4 separate regions of the Mus musculus genome follow, and all the other regions are linked to region 2. A link is a contact called in public Hi-C, HiChIP or PLAC-seq and promoter capture Hi-C data. All regions are on one chromosome and are shown on one strand. The core of a region is the stretch at or near the end of the contact, and the rest is flanking DNA. Distances in the headings are between cores, read along the strand shown. Region 1 has its middle 140 kb from the start of Mir3961. Region 2 holds the start of Mef2c (myocyte enhancer factor 2C). Region 3 has its middle 110 kb from the start of Mir3961. Region 4 has its middle 150 kb from the start of Gm33073.

What was found. Promoter capture Hi-C pulls out the DNA fragments that hold promoters and counts their contacts. Hi-C and Micro-C count contacts between places; a contact is called where the count stands out from the background. HiChIP or PLAC-seq counts read pairs in DNA pulled down with a chosen protein or histone mark.
Region 1: a contact with region 2 is called in a Hi-C map of cortical neurons, with 4 times the contacts expected there. The contact joins the enhancer-like site here to the promoter of Mef2c in region 2. A contact is called at or near these places in 1 of 39 promoter capture datasets (hippocampal neurons), 3 of 484 Hi-C or Micro-C datasets (cerebral cortex and cortical neurons) and 5 of 115 datasets of contacts at active chromatin or transcription factors (the 230-238 cell line, embryonic forebrain, forebrain and 2 more).
Region 3: a contact with region 2 is called in an H3K4me3 HiChIP or PLAC-seq map of forebrain, with 4 times the contacts expected there. The contact joins the enhancer-like site here to the promoter of Mef2c in region 2. A contact is called at or near these places in 1 of 484 Hi-C or Micro-C datasets (cerebral cortex), 5 of 115 datasets of contacts at active chromatin or transcription factors (astrocytes, forebrain, large pre-B cells and 2 more) and 1 of 9 other capture datasets (embryonic tail).
Region 4: a contact with region 2 is called in a promoter capture Hi-C map of hippocampal neurons, with 2.7 times the contacts expected there. The contact joins the enhancer-like site here to the promoter of Mef2c in region 2. A contact is called at or near these places in 1 of 39 promoter capture datasets (hippocampal neurons), 1 of 484 Hi-C or Micro-C datasets (cortical neurons), 7 of 115 datasets of contacts at active chromatin or transcription factors (the 230-238 cell line, SST interneurons, VIP interneurons and 4 more) and 1 of 9 other capture datasets (macrophages).

Annotation. Positions count from the first base shown.
Region 1 is chr13:82,559,562-82,564,427 of GRCm38.p6, forward strand. No RefSeq gene overlaps it. Among named protein-coding and RNA genes, the nearest start is that of Mir3961, 140 kb to the right of the region's middle. Within about 2 kb of position 3,095, at least 7 of the 459 cell types and tissues checked have an H3K27ac peak or open chromatin away from gene starts, as enhancers often do. A contact at or near this core is called in cortical neurons, where this site is marked.
Region 2 is chr13:83,521,172-83,526,839 of GRCm38.p6, forward strand. Mef2c (myocyte enhancer factor 2C) reads left to right here and starts at 3,572. Exons shown (of 11, transcript NM_001347575.1): 1 at 3,572-3,909.
Region 3 is chr13:82,590,534-82,595,482 of GRCm38.p6, forward strand. No RefSeq gene overlaps it. Among named protein-coding and RNA genes, the nearest start is that of Mir3961, 110 kb to the right of the region's middle. Within about 2 kb of position 3,403, at least 7 of the 459 cell types and tissues checked have an H3K27ac peak or open chromatin away from gene starts, as enhancers often do. A contact at or near this core is called in forebrain, where this site is marked.
Region 4 is chr13:82,968,280-82,973,703 of GRCm38.p6, forward strand. No RefSeq gene overlaps it. Among named protein-coding and RNA genes, the nearest start is that of Gm33073, 150 kb to the right of the region's middle. Within about 2 kb of position 3,597, at least 13 of the 459 cell types and tissues checked have an H3K27ac peak or open chromatin away from gene starts, as enhancers often do. A contact at or near this core is called in SST interneurons, VIP interneurons, cortical neurons and 2 more, where this site is marked.

The sequences.
Region 1 (4,866 bases), core at 1,845-4,344, 960 kb before region 2:
TGAGTTAAAGGTTATTATTGGGAGCCCTTCATTGGCCTCAAAGACAGAAGACACCTTTCATTACTTTTTAGAGTTTTAAGTTTCTATATTTACACCAGTGAATGAAGATAAAAGCAACTCAACAGACTACTCCAGGTAAAAAGGAAAATCTACTTTTGTCAAGAGTTTTGAATCCCTTTTGTATCATTGCCTCCATAATACATTTTCTCATTTTGTTTTTTTGTGATTTTCCCTGGCTAGTACAACATGTTCTTTGTTTGTTTGTTTGTTTGTTTTTGTTTTTGTTTTTGTTTTTTGAGACAGGGTTTCTCTGTGTTGCCCTGGGTGTCCTGGAACTCACTTTGTAGACCAGGCTGGCTTCGAACTCAGAAATCTGCCTGCCTCTGCCTCCTGAGTGCTGAGATGAAAGGCGTGAGCCACCACATCCAGCTACAACATGTTCTATTAGCATGCACAGAGTCCTCCTCCTTCTCAGTGTACAGTGAACATGAACTTCGCAAATGATGATGCATCTCCTTTCTAGGGATGAAATCATTGAATCCTATTCCAGACCTTTTTTTTTTCTTCCTTTTTTTTTCCTGTACTTGATTTTAAATATTTCCCTAGAACTACCAGAATGTGTTTTTCCAAGAACTGTTTAAAAGAAATTATCACCAGTTGAATTAAATAATTAAATAAATCCCGCTGTCAGGTTTAAACCTCAATGGTTTACGTTCTCGAGTAAAAGACACACACACAGCCTTTATATTTTGATATTCCTTATCCAGCTCAATAGATGGACCACGGCTTAGTCTCCACTGGTTTAAACCACCTCCTGCAAATAATTCTGAGTTACTACTACTGAACGCTATATTTTAGTTTGGCTGCCCTGGACCGAAAGGACTGCCGCTATGGGCTGTGCTCTGGGCTGAGCCTGCCTGGCTCCTTCACTTGGCGGCCACGTCATGCTTCTCCGTCCTGCACTATTCTTAGCCATGGCCTCTCTCCTGTCTTCCACACTATCCCAGCATGGTGGATCTCTTTCTTCTTCCTCCTCTCTATCCCAAACTGGGAATCCTAAAGTTCTGCCTCTGTCTTCCCTGCCTTGGCTGCTGGCATCTTAATTTACTAATCAGAGCCAACTAGGGCCAGGTTACCTGAAGCTACATTCAGACACTCATGTAAGCAGTTATGGTGACCCAAATTAACGTTAGAATAAAAGCAGTATTAGGCCAAACCCACTGCAGTCATTAACAGTGCAGCGTTCCTCCCTCCTTGGGCAGACTCTTCTGGCACTCAAAACCTTGGGAAGTGAATTGTTGACTCCTCTCCCACTTCTGGCAATTTTGTCCTTGTTATTGCCGAAAAAATATTTTAAATATTTTAGTTGCCTTGTTTCTTCTTGGGTTCTGTCTCCTTTTTTGGAAGTTGCACTACTGTTAATACTGAAGCTGTGGCTTTTCCAGTAATTTGATTAAACTTAAGCATAATATCTGGCAAAGAGAACTTTGCGAAGCAAACGCGGCACAAACACCTTGATTTATGAATCTTTAAAAAAAAATTCAGTTTTGATTACATGAATTGTATAAGATTCCGAGGCATTAAACACTGATACTAAAGAGTAAGGATTTGATAAGAATGTCAAATTTTAGTTAAACCATTCCCTTTTGGGTAGAACTGATAGACCTTTAACAGTAAGGAAGCTCTATACCATTTTTGATTCATAATTAGATTAAAGAGGCGCGTATATGTTCCATCATGTGACCAATTTTTAATCCAGATTACAGTTAAAGGAGCTCCTTTATATACTTGTGTTATTGCTACAGAGTAAGATTATACAGCCACCCGAGTTCACAGCCACACATGCAAGAAAAAGGCAGTAGCAATGGCCTATGAAGGATGAACACTTAACACCAATTAAAGACACAGGGGTTCAAGTTAAAAAAAATTGCTCTCCATATATGTGAAGATTTATACTGTAACATCAGGCAAGGTGGAAGCCCACAGGAAGTATCCTTTTTATTTTACTTTTTTTTTTTTTTAGAAAATAAGTAATTATTCAGGGTATGTAGCAGGGCAAACAAATTCGAACTGATAAGCTTGGTTGTATGACTTTTGCTTGGAGTACTCACATCTATTTCTAAGTATGCATTGCCATGAGCATTTATTTTTCTTTTTACAAACAACCCTATTAAAACTTTTAAATTTCAAATTGTTTTTAAAAGTATGAAGTGGCATTTGGTTTGATCCACGTGACACAGCCTATAAAGAGAGCCTTTTGTGTTAGATAAACATCAGTCAATTTTAATTTTCATTAAATTAATTTTCATTTCAAAATAATTTTATAATTTTCTGTTTGATGATCTTATTGAAAGGGATAGAATCATTTCTTTATTTCTTATGACAATATAAATAAATTATAATTTTAAAATGTATTTTCAAAGCAGAAGCACTCTGTCTCCATAAAATTAACTATTCCTACACCAGCAGGTTTGCCTGCACTGTCTAAGTATCACTATTGAGAATAACCTTGGGTGATTAGTTTTGTTTTGAAGCAGAAGAGAATTGTATTAAAAGGAGAAAAAAATGTATCCCGTGGGCTAAAATAAGGATTTTGTTTTAAGAACTGAAACTATCTCTGTAATTTGAAGCATAGCACCCCTAAAACACAAATAACCCAACATCGGCAGATGTCTCAAACCTTGTAACAAGAAGTTCCTTTGCTCAGTCTTAAAAATTACAGCACCCAAGCTCTTCTTTTCTCAACTACACCTCATGTAATTAATTCTGTTCCTAAATTAAGCACTTTTAAAATAAAACTCAGAAGTCTACCTTGGCCTTTCATCATTAAATAACCAACATTATGTCAGTGAATGAATCAGACACAACGCTTTTACCATGATGAAAGATGATGTATAGAAACACCCAAACAACAAACTGTATGAAAAAAATCTGCTTATATAATCTATTTTTGAGAGAAAAGACAGGGTTTCTAAAATGCTTCATACCTGTTTTCAACTAGCAAGGAATCAGGAATTATAAAAATTTGCACACATCCCGCCTGTCTCTTAAAATAGCACTAGACGTATGTGAAAACTTCAAACTAAAGCTTCCTCCCACCCCCACATTCCAATCCAGGACATTACAACCACAAATGCCTTGAGATATTGGCTGATTCACTCCTGTTCTAAAGCTGTCCATCTGGCTTTGAGAATGACTGTGATCTGAAGACTCAAGTTGACTTACTCGCTTTGCTTCCTGCCAGCTTAGATGTACTTTGTAGGTGGAAAATTGTTGGTCTTTGTCCCTTCCAACTTGCAAGTAAAATGAAGCTGCCAAGAGATAAACACATTCTAAGTTTATCATGCTATTCTTGGCCTCAAACTACAAGCCATAAGGCAACTATTGCTCAAGGTACCGTGTTTACAAGTGTTCAGTCCTCCGCTCTTTCAGAGACCCAACAAGATGGAATTTCTTCCTGCCAGCCTATATTTTCTTTCTCCAGAGCTTTCAAATTCCTCAAATGCTTTTTAAATAATGGGAGAGAAGGATCACCTCTTGAAAGCATCTTCAAGTTTTAGATAGCATTAAAATTTTTAGTATATTTTGAGGTTCTTTCCCCAAAGCACAAGAAACTGTTAGACTTCATCCTTCCTTCAATTAGTATCACTATTCTGTATTTATTATTGTTCTACTTCAGAGTGGATGAAACTGTATATTCATGTTCTTTTATATAAGTCTCTTAAACTGTTGTCTGCTTTTCCTTTGTCATAGCTAACTTCTTGCTGTTTACAGTATTTCATTTAATGCATTGGTTATTATAAAACTCTGATGTCTCTTTTAATTAATGGAATTTGCCCCTTGGGTTGATATATTAAAAGAATAACCTAATCAGGGTTTAAAAATATTCTCAAAACCTAAGAAAAAACAGTTAATTTAGAGATGTAGTACTGAGTTAACTTTCTTCACAAATGTCTTCCTGGCTGCCTTGGGTAACAGGATGTATTGAGTTCATACATCTTAAATATAAAGAGGAGTATAGCTATAGCACATCCTATATTGGCACAGTGCATTGACATGTATTATGTATGATGTTACACTGTTTAAATTATTAGAAATCACATTAAAAGAAATTAAAATAAGATAGGGCTTTTTACCAAATCTAAGATATTTGGCAAAGACATAATAATCAAATTCAACTCTTGATTTACAAATAAGACTTTGAGTTCTCAGAGTTTTATAACTATATTCTATATCATGATTTCTTTGCATTTCATTAAAAGTAACAATCTCTTTATAGTTAAGTATAGTACATGCAAAAATTGCTTACAAAATTGGGCCTGTATTGTTTTCTTGACATAAAATATTAATTCATTCTGGAGATTTTCAAACTACTCTTAGCAACATACTTCTGGGATCATTTAATGCTGCTACAAATTAAATCGCTGATTACCTGGCAAATAAAATGAACATAGCATAAAACATCCTTGTTCTAGTTTTAGCTTTAAGGATATGAAAGAAAGAGTTGTTTATAACAGGCTATGTGTGGAGAAAATTTACTTAAAGTAACTCAGAAATAAATACTATTATTTTCCTTATAAGTGAGCTAAAGAAGCTTTGTGAACTGATATTCCTAATTGTTTTAATGGACTCTGTACTCTTCAGAGGTGCAGATGAGACAATGAAAGGAATTGTAGAGTATTCAGTTTAAATCTCACTTACCAGTGATTATTAGGATTTATTGCCAGTATTCCTTTGGCCTTTCAAAGAATTGAATAGCTTATAAATTACTGAACTTTGTTTCTCTGAAAACTGCAAAATCTAAGATTAAAATACCAAGAGAATCAGTTTCTGATGATCTCCCATGCACACACACTTTTTGCATCA
Region 2 (5,668 bases), core at 2,322-4,821:
AGGTGTCTAAATGCATTGTGAAATAAATCCTTGGATGAGATAACTAATGTTTATTTATATTTAAAATTAAGCACTTATAATAATTAATGAAAGGAATATTTGTGATTACACACATTCAGAGAGAGAAGGGGAGAGGGGGGAGAAGGAGAGAGAGGAAGTGAGTTAGTGATTGAGAGAGAGAGAGAGAGGGAGGGAGGGAGAGGGAGGTAAGGAGAAAGGTGGTTTAATGGCAGGTCAATTCTAGCCATCACTTCATCTTCTTTATTAAAGGAAAGTTTCCTTTTATTAAATCCTTAGCTTCACTCCCCACTGATATAAAAGATATAATAATTATGATTATTTTCAAGCATAGAACAAAATTGGAGAGCTCATGCAAACCAGGAAACCGAGGCCTAGAAAGGATTTATCTATTAGGAAGACACTTTTAGTGTTTTCAATGTAAACTATCAAACCATAAGTAAAAAAGTTAGTAGTGCTCTGCCACAGAGTCACATCTACAACCACAAATCCCAAACTGGATAGAGCATTCTAAGTCTCTCAACATCTAGAACAAAATACTTCCTACACAAGAAAAATGAATACCATTAGGTAGCAAGGATCACCAGTTTAGGTAAATAAAAGTAAAGAGATAATGTGTGTCTGGCATTACTTAAAGACAAATATAAAACACACTCTGGATTAACAATCTCATGGATTACTACTAAATTATTTACTTATTTATTTACTTATATATATATTTATTTATTTTCCACTTCAGCTACAAGGTTTGTGAGGAAAACTAACACTAATCTTAACTTTGCTCACACATCATTAAGAAGCTAAATATACAAAGGGGGAACTCTTATCTTTTCAAAGGCCAGCTGTAATACATTCCAGACCCAAAGTTTCAAATCATCCTCACCTGGACTGGACATACTTTTAAATGTTTACAATATTGTTGATAAATACGGGTTTGTTACAATACTTATTACTAAACAATTCTTTGACACCTGGTGGGGAAAAATAAAAGTTTCCTTTTGAAGGAAAATAAATCAAAACTGAAGTGTGCTGTGGTAAGTAGAAACTTTGTCTATAATTAAGGAGAAGAGCATTATTGAATTCATGTATTGGCTATATCAATTCTGTCATGTAACATAGGCCATTATAGTTCATTATACTAATTTAAAGCACTATGAGAATAAGTTCTCTTGGTCCTTCTTATAGTTTGCTCTGTGAGGATCTTTGTAAACCTTAAAAATAATCTAAATTTTTATTTATATCACCATATCTAGGTATGCCTTAGCATGCAGCATGTCTAAGCTCAGAGCTTGTACCTCTAAACATGCCGTTCTGTTTATATAAACTCATGGTAGTCACACTTGCTATGTGAAAGAGGAGCAAATACAATATAGCATAGATACCATTTTCAAAAGCAGAACAAACAAAAAACCCACCATGTCACAAAGCTTGTGCTCTGTGACAGCTTGTCATGCTTTCCTGTAATAAAATCGCAGTACTAATTAATAGTCTCAGTGGTAAGGAGCCAGAGGTTTGAAGATTGTTCCCATGTAGTTTAACTTGCCTGTAAAAACAACTTTCTGCTTTCAAATGAAGCCTTCCTTCGGAGGGTGCTTAAATGTTGAGTCCACTGCTCTGATAGAAGCTACTAACTTCAAACAGCACAATGAGGCAGGAGGCTTTTTTGAAGCACAATGCCCCTCTGCATTAAAATAGTACTCTGCAGGCCTACTGGAGAGCTTCCCGGGAAATTCAGCCAGTTACTGGGTTAAACATATACTTTCGAAAATATTTTTAATTAGCTAGATATTTCTATGGGCTACTATTGTCTACTCTTGTATCTTCTACATTATAGTACTCTGTGAACTTTCTCTTCCTCTAATCATAGTATTAAAAATTAAATGTTCATATTTTACACAAGCTACAGTACTCCTGGCATGCAATCTTTCACTATTTTGAGAATGCATAGGGTTGACTTGTATATAGTTGATATATTTAATCTTTAGCTTTTTAGGTGTGGTCGTGATATCTAGTACCTTTTTTTTTTTTCTAAGTATCAATTCTTTGTTAACCTATATTTTTACTATGGAAAATTATTCGACAGCTTAAACCTTAACCTAAGAGTTCTTATCAGTGTCTGCTCCTGCTTCCTGTGCAGCTGAAACTCTTCAGGATAAGTGAAGTCACCCGCTATCTATCGGTCAGGGGAGCCTAATGCATTTGGGAAGTTGTTTTTGGTTTACTTGCTAATGACCTGGATAAAGTCCAGTAAGGTGTGGAGGGAAGGAGGGGGCATTCTCCGAGGAAGCTGTCCTCTCAGTAAATTTGTCCAGATTGATTCGAAAGTTAATGGCCCGGGGATAAAGTCGAGATTTCAAAAACTTGTAATTAATTTATTACTAACATTGGAGGATCCTTTCGGCTCACTTTCTAGCCTAGCCCTCCTGACTCTCAAGGCCAAAAGCTTTATACATTCTGGGCGGGCAGGAAGCGCACGCTGGGATCGAGGCTTGCAGACATCCTGGATCGTGGCTTTTACGCGTGAGTAACGGAGGCGCGCGCGGACCGGAGCAAGGATGAAGTGGCTACTGAGAATCTAAAGGGGGCGGGGGGGGGGGGAGTCACTAGAGCAGCTCTTAGGGTCGCGCTCCTATTGGTCAGAAGGAAGATCTCGACTTCAGAAGGACTTTCCTGCTAGCTGGCTTGCAGCCTCCCCGGGGGAGCGAGCGCGCAGGAGCCTAGCGTCCTCTGTAGCGGCGGGGAGAGAGGCAGGGAGCCGCCGCTCCCCGTGTTGTCTTCCCTTTCATGCAATAAAGAATTGTCATTAGGTTTGCGTATGGCATGTGCCATTACCCCACCGTAAAACTAAAATTAGCAAAATGTCAGGAATGGAAAGATTGATTCACCAAGATGCAATTATCATTTAAAAGTGCTTGATTGAGGTACTGATGTTCAGTGATTTATTCTGCATACCATATACATAATTAAAGTAGTGTAGTGGAGTAATTTATCAATCTAGTTGAGACTGGAGGGGTGAGGAGGGAGCTGCAGTATGTTTGTTTTATTAAAATGTTGCGAGGTTCTAGTCCCGCCCCCCTTTTGCAAGAGTGAAACTGATGATTTCCCCAGCTCGGGAGGAGAGGCAACGGTTTGGGCTGGTTGGGATAGAGAAACGGAAAGGAAAAGGCAGCGCCAGGCAAAGGCAAGAATAAAATGAATTGGGGGACAGGGGTAGCACCGGAGCGTACGTGCTGCTTAGAACCCCAGCCCCGTGTGCTCCGTCTTGCTTGCCGCCCCCGCGTCCCCTCCCAGTATCCTTACATTCCCCCCACCCCCCGCTCTTTTACACGACCTATCTAAGGCTATGAGCTGCTCTCCTTTTCCCATTCGTCTCCAGTCACTTCCTTCCTGGACACAGTTTTCTGGACGAGTCTGGTTACTTTTAATCCCACCGGCCACAGACAACCACTTTCTCCTCCTCTTCCACCTCCTCCTTCGCTTCCTCCACCTTCCTCCTCCTCCTCTTTCTCCTCCTCCTCTCTCTCCTCCTCCTCTTTCTCCTCCTCCTCTTCCAGCGGCTTCGGTGCGCGCGCGAATGCGCAAGCCCGCGCGCGCCTCCCCCTTGCCCCCCTCTCGCGCGCGCACACACGCACACTTCGTCTCCAGCTCTCTGCTCGCTCGCCTCGCAGTCACAGACACTTGAGCACACGCGTACACCCAGACATCTTCGGGCTGCTATTGGATTGACTTTGAAGGTTCTGTGTGGGTCGCCGTGCCTGCAGCTTTGAATCAAGTGGAGAAGCACTTCAAGGCTGGACAAAGTAAAGATTATTGTTATTTTTTTTCTTTCTCTTCCTCTCTTTTAAGAAAGGAAAATATTCCAAGGACTAATTTGGTCGTGTCTTCCTTCATGTAAGTACCTCTGACATTTTTCCAAAAGAATAGAAATAGCTTGTGTATTGTCTCTGAAATCTGCACCAATCTCTTCCAGGCACTGGGTCTATCTATCCAACTCCTTTCTGGAAGGCTTAAGTTAAGGCTTGTTGTGCATTCTTTTCTTTAGACTCTACGATTTCCTTGTGTGTGTCTGAAAGTAACTTTTTAGATAGTAGTATCCGTTTGCCATCTGCTATTGAATTCACATCTGACTCTTCCTGTCACATCAGTTTGTTTAAAGTTTCAAGAAGTTAGTTCCTGTCATTAGCATGTTTGATAGGGTGGAGAACGTGGATACTAGTGTATTTTAGGATTTCACAGACTGTTCTGTGACCTTGAAGTCGCTGTCTTAAAATTTAGCTCTTAGTTCACTGTGGAAAGATGTTCCTATGAGTTACCCCAAAGACTGGTTTTCCCTGGGTTTGGATTCTGAGCCACTAGTCCTTGGGATGACTTTAAGCTAAAGCAGGGCTGTCTGCCAGAGGCCACCTTTTGTGCATCCTCTTCCCTCATCAAAGTGCAGGCTTGAAAGAGTTTAATTGGTGGGGACCAGAAGCAGTTGCCCTGGCCATGGTAGTCTGTGCATTGCACAGTTCATGTTTGCATTTCAGCATGTGCACTGTTGTTTAGATCAAGGGAAATATTAAGCTATTTAAAAACAAACAAAACTAAGTCACTTAGCCTGCCTTCTGTTTGGACTTTGGATGAAAGTTACTAAACTAAGTGACAAAGTTGGCCGTAAAGGAAGTCTATAGAGACGGAGCACATTGCTTATTGTATTATTGTGTATTATGCAAGTGTTTGAGTGCAATGCTAATGTGACTTCCTTTCCAGAGCAAGGCTACCAATTCTTAAGGAAATTGTTATGTCTGAGCCATTTTGTACTGTTCTAGATGCTATGGTTATGAACCTTTTCCCTCACATTTTTGAAATGGATGTGATGTGTTCTGTATAAAACATTCAGGATGTAAATGCTGACAGTGTATGTAGAATCAGGCTGTTTGCCAGTTCTTTAACTGGTCCTTGGTGGAGAATTGCTTTAAGACAAAGTGCATTTTACTATCGTTAATGTGATAGTAACTCTAAGGGTAACTGCCTTATGAAATGCTTCGTGACTATATGTGTTCTCTAAGTGCTGTAAAGAAAACTCCAGTCGCATTTCCATGCCTTTCCAGAAGAGTGGCCCGGCTCCCTCCACAGGCACCTTGCAATGGAATTGTGTTGCAGAGTAAAAACGTTTGTGTGGGGCATAGTAATCCCCCTCCCCTAGAGATTTGCTGGGACTTGAAATGTGACCACCTGTGAGCCACACTTAACCTTGAAGCCATACCGATTTTCAATTTATAGATAAAATTTCTCATTTAATTTAAAAAATAATGTCAGTTTGGCTAGTCTTAAAAGTAGTTCAATATGTATAAGTATGGCACCAATGGTATGCTTGTGCAGCTATTGAGTCAATTACAAAAATGCAGGCAATAAACCACGTTATTATCATCTAGTATAAGCATATTAATTATTGAATTTAAAAGTAGCCCTAAAGCAAGTGCATGGCAGGTAAAATGAGTTGTCCTTAAGTCCCATCACAAGTGGGAAAAAAATTCCTGAAATCAATGAGGTTTTGTACTATTTAAAGGATAATACATTTAATCCTGTATCGGATTCTGATCTTTACTCTAAAAGTATTCATTGATGCATACTTAACATATAATTAAAAAAAAAATTGGTACCCAAGTTA
Region 3 (4,949 bases), core at 2,153-4,652, 930 kb before region 2:
GGTTGTATCCTACAAACTGTGTACTTTTTGGCTAGAATGTACTTATTAGTGAGTTCATCCCATGTATGTACTTTTGGGTCTTGGTTACTTCACTCAGGGTGATATTTTCTAATTCCATCTATTTACCTGCAAAACTCATTATGTGTTCTTTTTAAATAGTATAACATTGTGTTAATGAACCACATTTTCTATATCCATTATTTGTGTGAGGGACAGCTGGGTTGTTTCCATCTTCTGGCTATTACAAATAAAGCTGCAATGAACATAGTGGAGCACATGTTCCTGTCGTTTGGTGGAGCATCTTTTGGGTATATAACCAGGAGTGGTATAGCTGGGTCTTCACAGATTTATTTCCAGTTTTCTGATGAACCACCAGAATGATTTGTAGAGTGGTTGTACCACTTCGCAATCCCAACAGCAATGGAGTAGTGTTCCTCTTTCTCCACATCCTCACCAGCATATACTGACACATGAGTTTTTTATCTTAGCTACTCTGATTGATACAAGGTGGAATCCCATGGTCATTTTGATTTGCATTCCGTTGATGACTATGGATTTTCAACATTTCTTTACGTGCTCCTCAGCCTTTTGAGATTCCTCAGTTGTGAACTCTCTGATTAGCTCTGTACCCCATTTTTAAATTGGGTTATTTTGTTTTTGGAGATTAGCTTCTTGAGGTCTTTGTACAGTTTGGATATAACACTCTATAGGATATGGGGTTAGTGAGGATGTTTTACCCAAATTGTAGGTTGACAATTTGTCTTATTGGCTGTGTCTTTCACCTTACAGAAGCTTTTCTGTTTCATGAGGTATCATTTATCAGTTGTTGATCTTAGAGCCTGTACCATTGGAGTTCTGTTTAGGAAATTTGCCCATGTGCCAACAAGTTTAAGGCTCTTTCCCACATCCTCTTCTATTTGAATTGGTGTATCTGGTTTTATGTGGTGGTCCTGGGTCCACCTGAACTTGATCTTTGTGTGAGGTGATAAATATGGGCCTGTTTTCACTCTTCTAAATGAAGACTGTCCGTTAGACTAGCATCATTTATTGAAGATGCTATCTTTTTTCCATTGTATATTTTTGGCTTCTTTGTCAAAGATCAAGTATCCACAGGTTTGTGGGTTTATTTCTGGGTCTTCGATTCTATTCCATTGATCAACCTGTCTTCTCTGTACCAATACTATGTAGCTTTTTATCAGTATTCCTCTTTGGTACAGCTTGAGGTCAGGTATGGTGATTCTTCCAGAATTTCTTTTATTGTTAAGTATTATTTTCACTAACCTAGGTGTTTTTTCTTTCCATATGAAACTGATAATTGTTCTTTCCATGTCTATAAAAAGTTGTGCTGGAATTTTGATGTAGTTTGCATTGATTCTGAAGATAACTTTTGGTAGGATGTCCATTTTTACTATGTTAACCCTACCAATTCATGATCATGATCTTTCCATCTTTGAAGGTCTTCTTCAAGTTCATGTCATATAGATTATTTGTTTGGTTAGAGTTGCACCAAGATATTTTATATTATTTGTGCCTATTGTGAAGGGTGTTGTTTCCCTATTTTCTTTCTCAGGCCATTTATCATTTGTCTAAAGGAAAGTTATTGAGTTTTTGAGTTAATATTATATCCAGCTACTTTGCTGAAGTTGTTTTCAGTATAGAAGTTCTCTGGTAGAATTTTTGGTGTTGTTTTATATACTATCATATTGTCAGTGAATAGAGATATCATGACTTCTTCCTTGATAATTTGTATCCTCATGATCTCCTTTTGTTGTCTTATTGCTCCAGCTAGAACTTCAGGTACTATGCTGAATAGATATAGAGAGAGTTGGTAGCCTTTTCTTGCCCCTGATTTTAGTGGGATTGCTTCAAATATCTACATTTAATTTGATATTGTCTGTTGACTTGTGGGTGGATATAAGCTTAATATAAATATATATAAAAATAAAGATAAGAGGAAGTGGAGAAAGCATTGTCATCCAAAGGAATGGGTAAACACAGTTCCTAGGGAAGGAGATCTCTCTGGACCAAGAAGTATTCTGGATTTCAGGTATGATTTGTGTACAAGACTTTGAATTTGTGTGCCCATAGTCAGGACATACAGCTCATAATATGATTCTGACTATCATATTCAAATTGCTTTCATTTAATCTTCTTATTTTAAAAATTTTAAGTTTGAGATCCTTTGCATAAAAGAATGTAGTTCAAAAATGGAAGAGAAAAATTGGAGGTAAAGTGTAATTATATTCCCCAAATTAAACTAAATTATATGGTAATAAAAATAAAAATATGTTAAATAGTCATGATACCTGATTTACAAAGTTGAGAGGAAGTCGGTTGGCCGTGGATCTTTGGACTTTGGTATGGTTGATGAATTGAGATACATTCTACAGATGAGGAAGCTAAACCTGAAAGTTTGTGTTTTGCCCCAAATCACACTTCTAAGAGATAGAGTGAGTAGTAAAATATTGCTTGTTTGTCACATGGCAAATATCAAGAAACATTTCCATACATTTTGTTTATGGATTCTCATGGTAAATTAAGGTTTGTTTATTGATGTACCAATCAATAAAGTGTTTTAATTTTCTTATATCTTTCCAAATTCAGGGTCAGATCTCTTGATATCATGGCACAGATTACCAAACATCATATTACCAAATTTCAGATCTCCAAAGTAGACATCTTTGTATGTCATCACCAAAGCTTCAGAACTTAAGCAATTCCATGGTATCATTGATTAACTCAGAAGTCCTCCTTTTCCAGTGGAATATTAATCTCTCTTGCCAAAGCATTATTTAGACTCCAACAACCTGAATATGAAAGTTCTTAGACATGTCTAGTGGCAAGGGAATCCTTAGATTTCTTCAAAATCCTTATTTTGTACAATTATTTAAAAAACAGTCTTAAAAGAGATGTGGGCAATCCATTGTTTTCTTCAAATGGGAGGGCCTTATAAGTTTCACTCCTGCTTCTGATCAACCGCATCCTCTTGGACTTTCAAGAAATGACTCAACTGTCCCATAGTCTAATTTAGAATTCTATAGCATATACCCTCTGAATGAAGGATGTCTGTTGGATGATATCTTGTTTCCAATCTACTTGGTGCCTCAAACAGCAGTGTGTCTAGAAATACTAGTCTCTGCTACTAGAGCAGAAATCTTAAAGAGCCATGCAAATTGGATCCACCCGGCCTTTAACTTGGGCCAAGTCTTCCACAGTATGTGCCGACACATTCTTACTTGACTTGACTGCATAATAGAGATAATTATAAGCACTTACTTATCTCACAGGGGTCTACTGAAGATTAATTAGTTAATGTTGGCAGAACAAAGGTGCAATATATGTGCTAAGTATTATTATTATTACTGTGCCACTTATCTTTAAAGAATGTTGTTTCGAAAGTCATAGTGCCTATGTGCCATCTGCTCACAGCAGCCTTTACCATCTCCCTACTCAGAGACTGAATCCGGTATCTGAATAAATAGATGTGCTCAAAAAAAAAAATCTATCACACCTCCATCTGTGCTTGTGGAATATGAATTCAGACACAGGCAGAGATGCAAATCGATCACAAGTGAAGAGGCTTCTCCAGTCTCAGAGTTGCATTTCGAGATGTTGCTCTAATATTCCCGTTCTCCACTTCTGAATCCGCTCACTCACGATGTGCTGCTTCCCTGAACGTATTCTTCTGCCTCATAAATAGGGTGTCATGTTAGAGCCTGAAGCTGCCTTCTCCTTTTGTTCCCAGGAAGTTGAGAAAGAAAACCTCTCAAGAACATGTTCACAGCTGATCTTCTGATGAAATTAGTTCTGTGATTTTCAAGCTTTAGATATTAGTATAATTATCAGAAGCTAATGAGATTTTAAAGGTTTCTATAAGAAATCATGATTTTGAAACTTCCATTCTGCCATAATTATAACTAGGTTACAGACAACATGACATGATCTATGACCCATTTTTACTAATGACTAAAGAATGAAGAAATAGCTTATGAATAAGCATTCCTTTCCTAACATTATAGAGCATTACTCCTGTGAAAGCTTTGAAAATCAGAGAGATTAAAACTCTAAACTGAAATTATTCAAATGTCCCACAGACATCACTATTATAATATAAATAACCATTCATTTCTTTGTACGTAGTTATTGGTACAACAATAACAGATAGTTAATGCTCTTCCACAGTAGGCGTTCAGTGGAATTATTTCTTTCTGTCCACCATACTTCTCTGTTGGCCTTGAGACAGTACAAAGAGAAAATTCATCTTGTATCTGAAACTTACCTATTCCTTTCACAATTTCCACAGAATTTCTGCATACTTTGGTTTCCTTTTATCTAATACATGAATAAAGTTCCTATCTAATGCAGAGTTCACAACAACGTTATGTGGCTATGGAGATAATGAAGTGATTCATTAAAACTCTGGGATGTCTAACATGCATAATTTGATCTCATGGAAGATGCAAGTCATATTTGAAATCAATTCATCTCACCTAAATTATGTATCCACCTTATGAATTGCTTAGGTTTTAAAGTTATAAGGATAAATCAAATATCATACCTGGCTTCATCTCAAGAAGATAAATCTATACCTAAATATATTAAAATGGTAAGTTCCATATTAGCCCATTTGAGCAAGTCTTGAGAGAGCTTGAGGGAGAGAATAAGTCATTTGGGGAGTCAGGAAGGATTTTCTAAGAAAATGATGATATTTGTGTCAGTCTAAGAAAGTTGAAAACTGCTTTATTTAAGAAGGGGTATAGAGGACTTACTATGTTTCCTGACCCTACACTTTGAAAGTACGTGTGTATGTACTTGAGCTATTTGTCCTTACATACAAACAATAAGCCCAGATATCCCTTATATTAAAAAAAAAAACTTTAAAACGTTTATTTATTTTATCTTAAATGCAAGACCCCTTGACCTTGTTTCTGCTATTGTGGATGTACCTT
Region 4 (5,424 bases), core at 2,347-4,846, 550 kb before region 2:
AGGTAGTTGAAACTAGAGAATAAAAATACCAGAAATTTAAATCAAATTCCCTGAGTTAGTTTGAAGCTGAGCAGATCAATTCAGTGAGAAGCTGAGACGACCCAGAACAGCTGAGTTGAACCAGCCAACCAGAGTTCATAAAGAGTGAGCTTATTCAGCAGTAAGACTCCTAGATGACAACTACTCAGGTGACTAAAAGTTGATTTTACAGAGGAATAAAAATGAAAGCCATGCTTTGCAATATAAAAACAAGAGAGTTTGTGAAATGAACATATATTGGCGCATTATGGGTAATTTTCTATTTTTAAGAGATTTATTTTATTACTTTATACTTACTTTATTTTTAATTAATGTCTCTATGTCTGTGTGGAAATATGTTTGTAAGCACAGTCACCCATTGGGACGAGATAAGCTATGAGACACTGGTGTTCCTAGCAACTGTGAGCCACCCAACGTGAATTCTGGGAACTGAACTTAGATGCTCTGTAAAAGTAGTCCAAGATTTCTCAAGGAAGATATGATAGGATAGAAAAAAATATACAAGACACATGAGGCAAGAAGAAAAGCAGAAGAAGCCGACCAGAGAGTCTGAGTTTGAAAATAAATTAATTGGGGCTGATAGGGATAAAACAAAGAACAAAGAGATTGATGGTGTTGATTCATTTAAACAATGGAGATAACCGAGTGAAACATTTAGCACAGATAAATTGGAAAGCTTCAAGTTTGACTGTTTGATTGCTATTATGAAAATTTGAAAATCTTTCATTTGGCTTATGTATCTCTCAACTTTGTATATGGCTGTGGATCTCAGTTTTCAAGTATTTTTTCTTCCCATTTACTGACTTAAAGCTGGAGTTTAAAACTCACCCCCCCTTCACCCCCCCACCTCCAGCTTACATAGAACCCTTGGGTAAAACCAGTTGCACTATTTTAGAAAACAATGGAAATGTTCAAAGGTGGAGTCTAAGTGGAGAAAGCACACCAGTGACACTTGCTACTGAAGCTTCCCAGCCCCACCCCAACCCCCGCTACCTAGTCATCATGTTGTCTTTCTATCACATGGGTCCAGAATCAATACAGCCAAAAAATATGAATTGAGACCTCTGAAATCACCAGTTAAAGAAATCTTACCTTAATATATTCTTTTTCATGTTCAATATTTTGTTAAGGCAAAGCTCACAAACAGTATTCAATTGTTCCTTTACTTACATTTGCAAATTTTATTTCAATTATCTAAATCAACTTAAAAATACCACCTTCAATAATTTCCTCATCACCTCAGGCTACCAGGTTTACTTCTTACCAGGAATCAAACATGATAAATGTGTTTCTTTCACTTTCCCACATGAGCTACCCACATGCTGAAAGAGATGTGTCTCCAATCTTGATGTAATGGAACAATCTGGCAGCCCTAGCATTCAAGAGACCAAAACAAGAGGGTTACAAGTTTGAAGATAGAATGAGCAGGACAGTATGCCCCTTTATCAAAAGCAACAAAACAATCCACTGCCCATAGCTTCTGATGCTTGTGTCTGCACACATTTTTTCCTGCCTGTGTATGTCTTAGAAGCAGGTCACTTGGTCCTTCTCTATCTACTCATATTAGAATTTGATGCTAAGTAGGGCCTTACATTCTCATTATTCTGTACTCGAGTCAATTTCAGTACTTCCTAAATTATATTCTTTTGTAATTTTTTAAATTCCTAACAACCAGGCACAATTCTTGATACAAGCTTCTCATTTAGTTTATTTAGTTTATGCCAAGCACCATGTCCTGTACAGAGCAGATGTTCAATATATTTATAGAGAGAAGTTGTATATTCTTTAGTTGCTTGGTAGCTATATTGCCTGGACAAATGATATCCAATCTTTTCCAGTCTTACTGCAGGAAGGGCAACATTATGTCCTGGAGCATTAAGAAGATAGATGGTAAACCTAATGGAGAGGGAGTTTTCATGACAATGTCTAGCAGAGGACTATAGCAGATTTTTTTTTAAAAGTTAATTTTGGTCTACACTGTGTTGATCTGCTCTTATTTGATATTTAATATATATTTAAATACTAATATTCAAATTTCTTTAACAATGTTTTAGCTGATAAACCATATATTAAAGTATTGAATATTATACGAGTGTGTCTCGTATTATGAGTAGTTATTATAAATAGGAATAAAATTGAAAAAATATATATTAGATATTATCAATCAAATGAACTAATTCCATAGAAGTTGCTTGTTTTTTTACATCTCAAATAAAAACATGATTATATTATTATTCTTTATGTGTGTGTATATGCTGTGTATCATATATATACATATATATGTGTGTGTGTGTGTACATTTTTTCACATATACAGAAGAGTAAGCTATCATCATGTGCTACAACTGTGTGATGTATCTTTAATTTTGACATAGAGAGTCTCATTGATTCCAACTAGTCTATTTTCAAAGAAGTACAGAGTCATATGTAACTACATATATGTGCTTAGCAACACAATGAACTATAAATATTCATGAAGTAAATATGCTGAAAAGTATGAATTAAAATTCCTGCATCATATGTAAAATACTTTTTCTTCAATGACTACAGGTTAAACTACATACAGTATACTTTGTGTCATGTGTGGCATAGGAAAATTCTAATCTAGTATACTTAACCACAAAAGCTTAAAGGAGGGATGATCTGAACTAGCTGGCACCATATATACATACAGGTGCCAATCTAATACCTTCCTACTTATACACATCCCTGCTACTAACACGTTGCTGCTCTCACCCATATGTACTATTCAGCTGAATGCTGTTTGAGAAAGGAAAATATACAGAAACTTTGATTCTAATGATCTGGATTAAGTGATATTGCTCAAAAAAATGTGTTTCATAGAGATTAAATTCTTAATTGCTTCGTGACCAGAATTGAAATTTCTATTTCATAAACACTACAGCAGATTGATAAATATCCTATTATAATGAAATAAATGAACCAACAAAGAAATGCCAAACATATTTAATAGCAAATATATAAAAATAAATTTCTTCTGCACTCCCATCATGCGGAGTTATGGCAGACAGTCTTCAGCCATCAAGTCCATTCCTTTACTGTGTCAATCTGATATGGTACTGATCAGGAAGTTTTGAGTAATATACATGTCACAACCTCAAAGGGGAGAACTGATTTGACTTGTCTATTTGTTTGTACATATTTTGAATTTTTAAAATGACACAATAAAACTTGAAAGGGAAACATTTGATTGCAGGAGTTCATATGTAGTCTTTCGATGTTTTCATAAACCTTTTTATCTATATTTGCAGATTTTTTTTCCCTTGGACGTCTAACAAATACTGAAATCAGTTTGCCTCTCCACTTACCCTTTCATAATGTTCATGACACAATCCTGTGTGATTTGACACCTTGGAACTTTAAACAGACTCAGAATCTTTTGGACCTTCTAGCCATCATCAATTCACAGAGTGTGCAGTAAATCCAGCTCAAAATAAACAACACAGATGGAATCGAAGCTTATAGTACAATGTCAGCAGTATCCACAGATTGACAGAGCTGGTGAGGCTGCCAGATGCACAGAATGTTGTTCTAGCTCCTTGTTCTTTATAACTGGACTTGATGGAGTACATCAGTGTCAAACTCCTTGCTGGTTTCCACACGCACACGCACAGAAACGCACCCGCATAAACACGCACATTCCTGCGCTCTATATCAACGGAACCATCTGCTCTCAGCTTTACATGTGGTAGCTAACTAACTACCCTACTGTGCCTGGTCTTACCGACTGCTTTCCTTGGAAACAAATGACAACAGTTTTTATCTTGTGCCCTCCTTGGCATTATAAAATAAGGCTCTTAACATTTCCATACGCATATATTTTACATGCATTTTTTTTAAATTCTCGTCTCCGTTTTATTTACTGAATCACCAGGGAATGGCAATTTTTTTCTTTTTTCTTTTTCCATTCCTAAATTGAGGTTTTCTATGTAACTTCATATACTGGATTGATTCTTCCAACTAAAATTTATATGAAAGCAATGTATGAAAAACCAATGAGCTATAGGATCATTTTCCTCCCTCAACATTGTTTTATATGTGCTACATGCAAGTGGGGGGGTATGCAAAATGTGGGGAAGTAAGGAAATCATTCATTCATTATCATTTTTTTGTGTATATAATTTCATTCCCAAGGACGGCCATGGTGGAATTAGGATGAGTGGACTGCATAAACATAAATTATTTCCATATACAAGGATTCTGCCTTTATCAGGAAGCTTGTGTGTTATGCCTCTCCCAAATACAGAATAGTTTTCCTTGAACTCCTTGTTATCTCATGGGGTACCTAGCTGTGTAATTGGGTATTCTGAAAAAGGATAATCACATTTCTAATTCAAAATTTCAATAATAATGCATTTTCAAGTGAATGTAACTATTTAAACTCTGAGTCTGAAGAGGCAGAAGGATACCTAGCATGAGAGAAGAGAAACATGACCCAGGTTTGGACCACCCCAAATATCTCTTCCTGACTTGTTTTCACGTCTGGAATTTGTCTTCATGACAATTTCTGTAGACGATCTACAGAAATTATACTCACCTTCCGGTAACTAGGTAACATAATCTCCTGGAGGCTAGCTAATTGCAGCCCATGATAACCTCACATACAGTAACTTAAATTTTTCATTTCGTTCAAATTATTATGGATCAGTGGAGAGGGTATTGATTTGATTCATTAACAGATTCCCCGTCTGTCCCAAGGTTAATGACTGCATGTATCTCAATTATGTCCTTAACAGGTTCTGCTGTAGAACTCTTTCAAACTGCTTTTTACAGTGTGAATCTTTTTTAGCTGAAAGATTTTTAAGTAATTCACCATTTAGCATGTTTTTCTCCTCCTCTTCCTAAAGCGATGAACTTGTTTGATGAAACATATCAAGATGTTACAAAGAAGAAGAAGAAGAAGAAGAAGAAGAAGAAGAAGAAGAAGAAGAAGAAGAAGAAGAAGAAGAAGAAGAAGAAGAAGAAGAAGGAAGGGAAGGAGGGAGGAAGTGAGGAAGGGAGGGAGGGAGGAAGGGAGGGAGGGAGGGAGGGAGGGAGGGAGGGAGGGAGGGAGGGAGGGAGGGAGGGAGGAGGTAGGGAGGGAGGAAAGATGAACCACAAAAGCTTTTTGTGGGCTCTGTCAGGAGGGAGAGAGTATAGCAGTTTGAGTCAGGTAAATACTCTGCAGTTCACTTATATTTAAAATATGAATCACTGTAGAAAAGGAGTTGATCTTTTCTCGGTATTTTTTTTCCACATTCTCTTTGTAGAAGGGCCATTTTTTTAAAACTTTCATTTTCTGAATGCACATTGATATACTTCATCATAGAAAAGCATAACCTAAATATAATTTAACACATCTTAACGGCATTAAAGAACAAGTAAA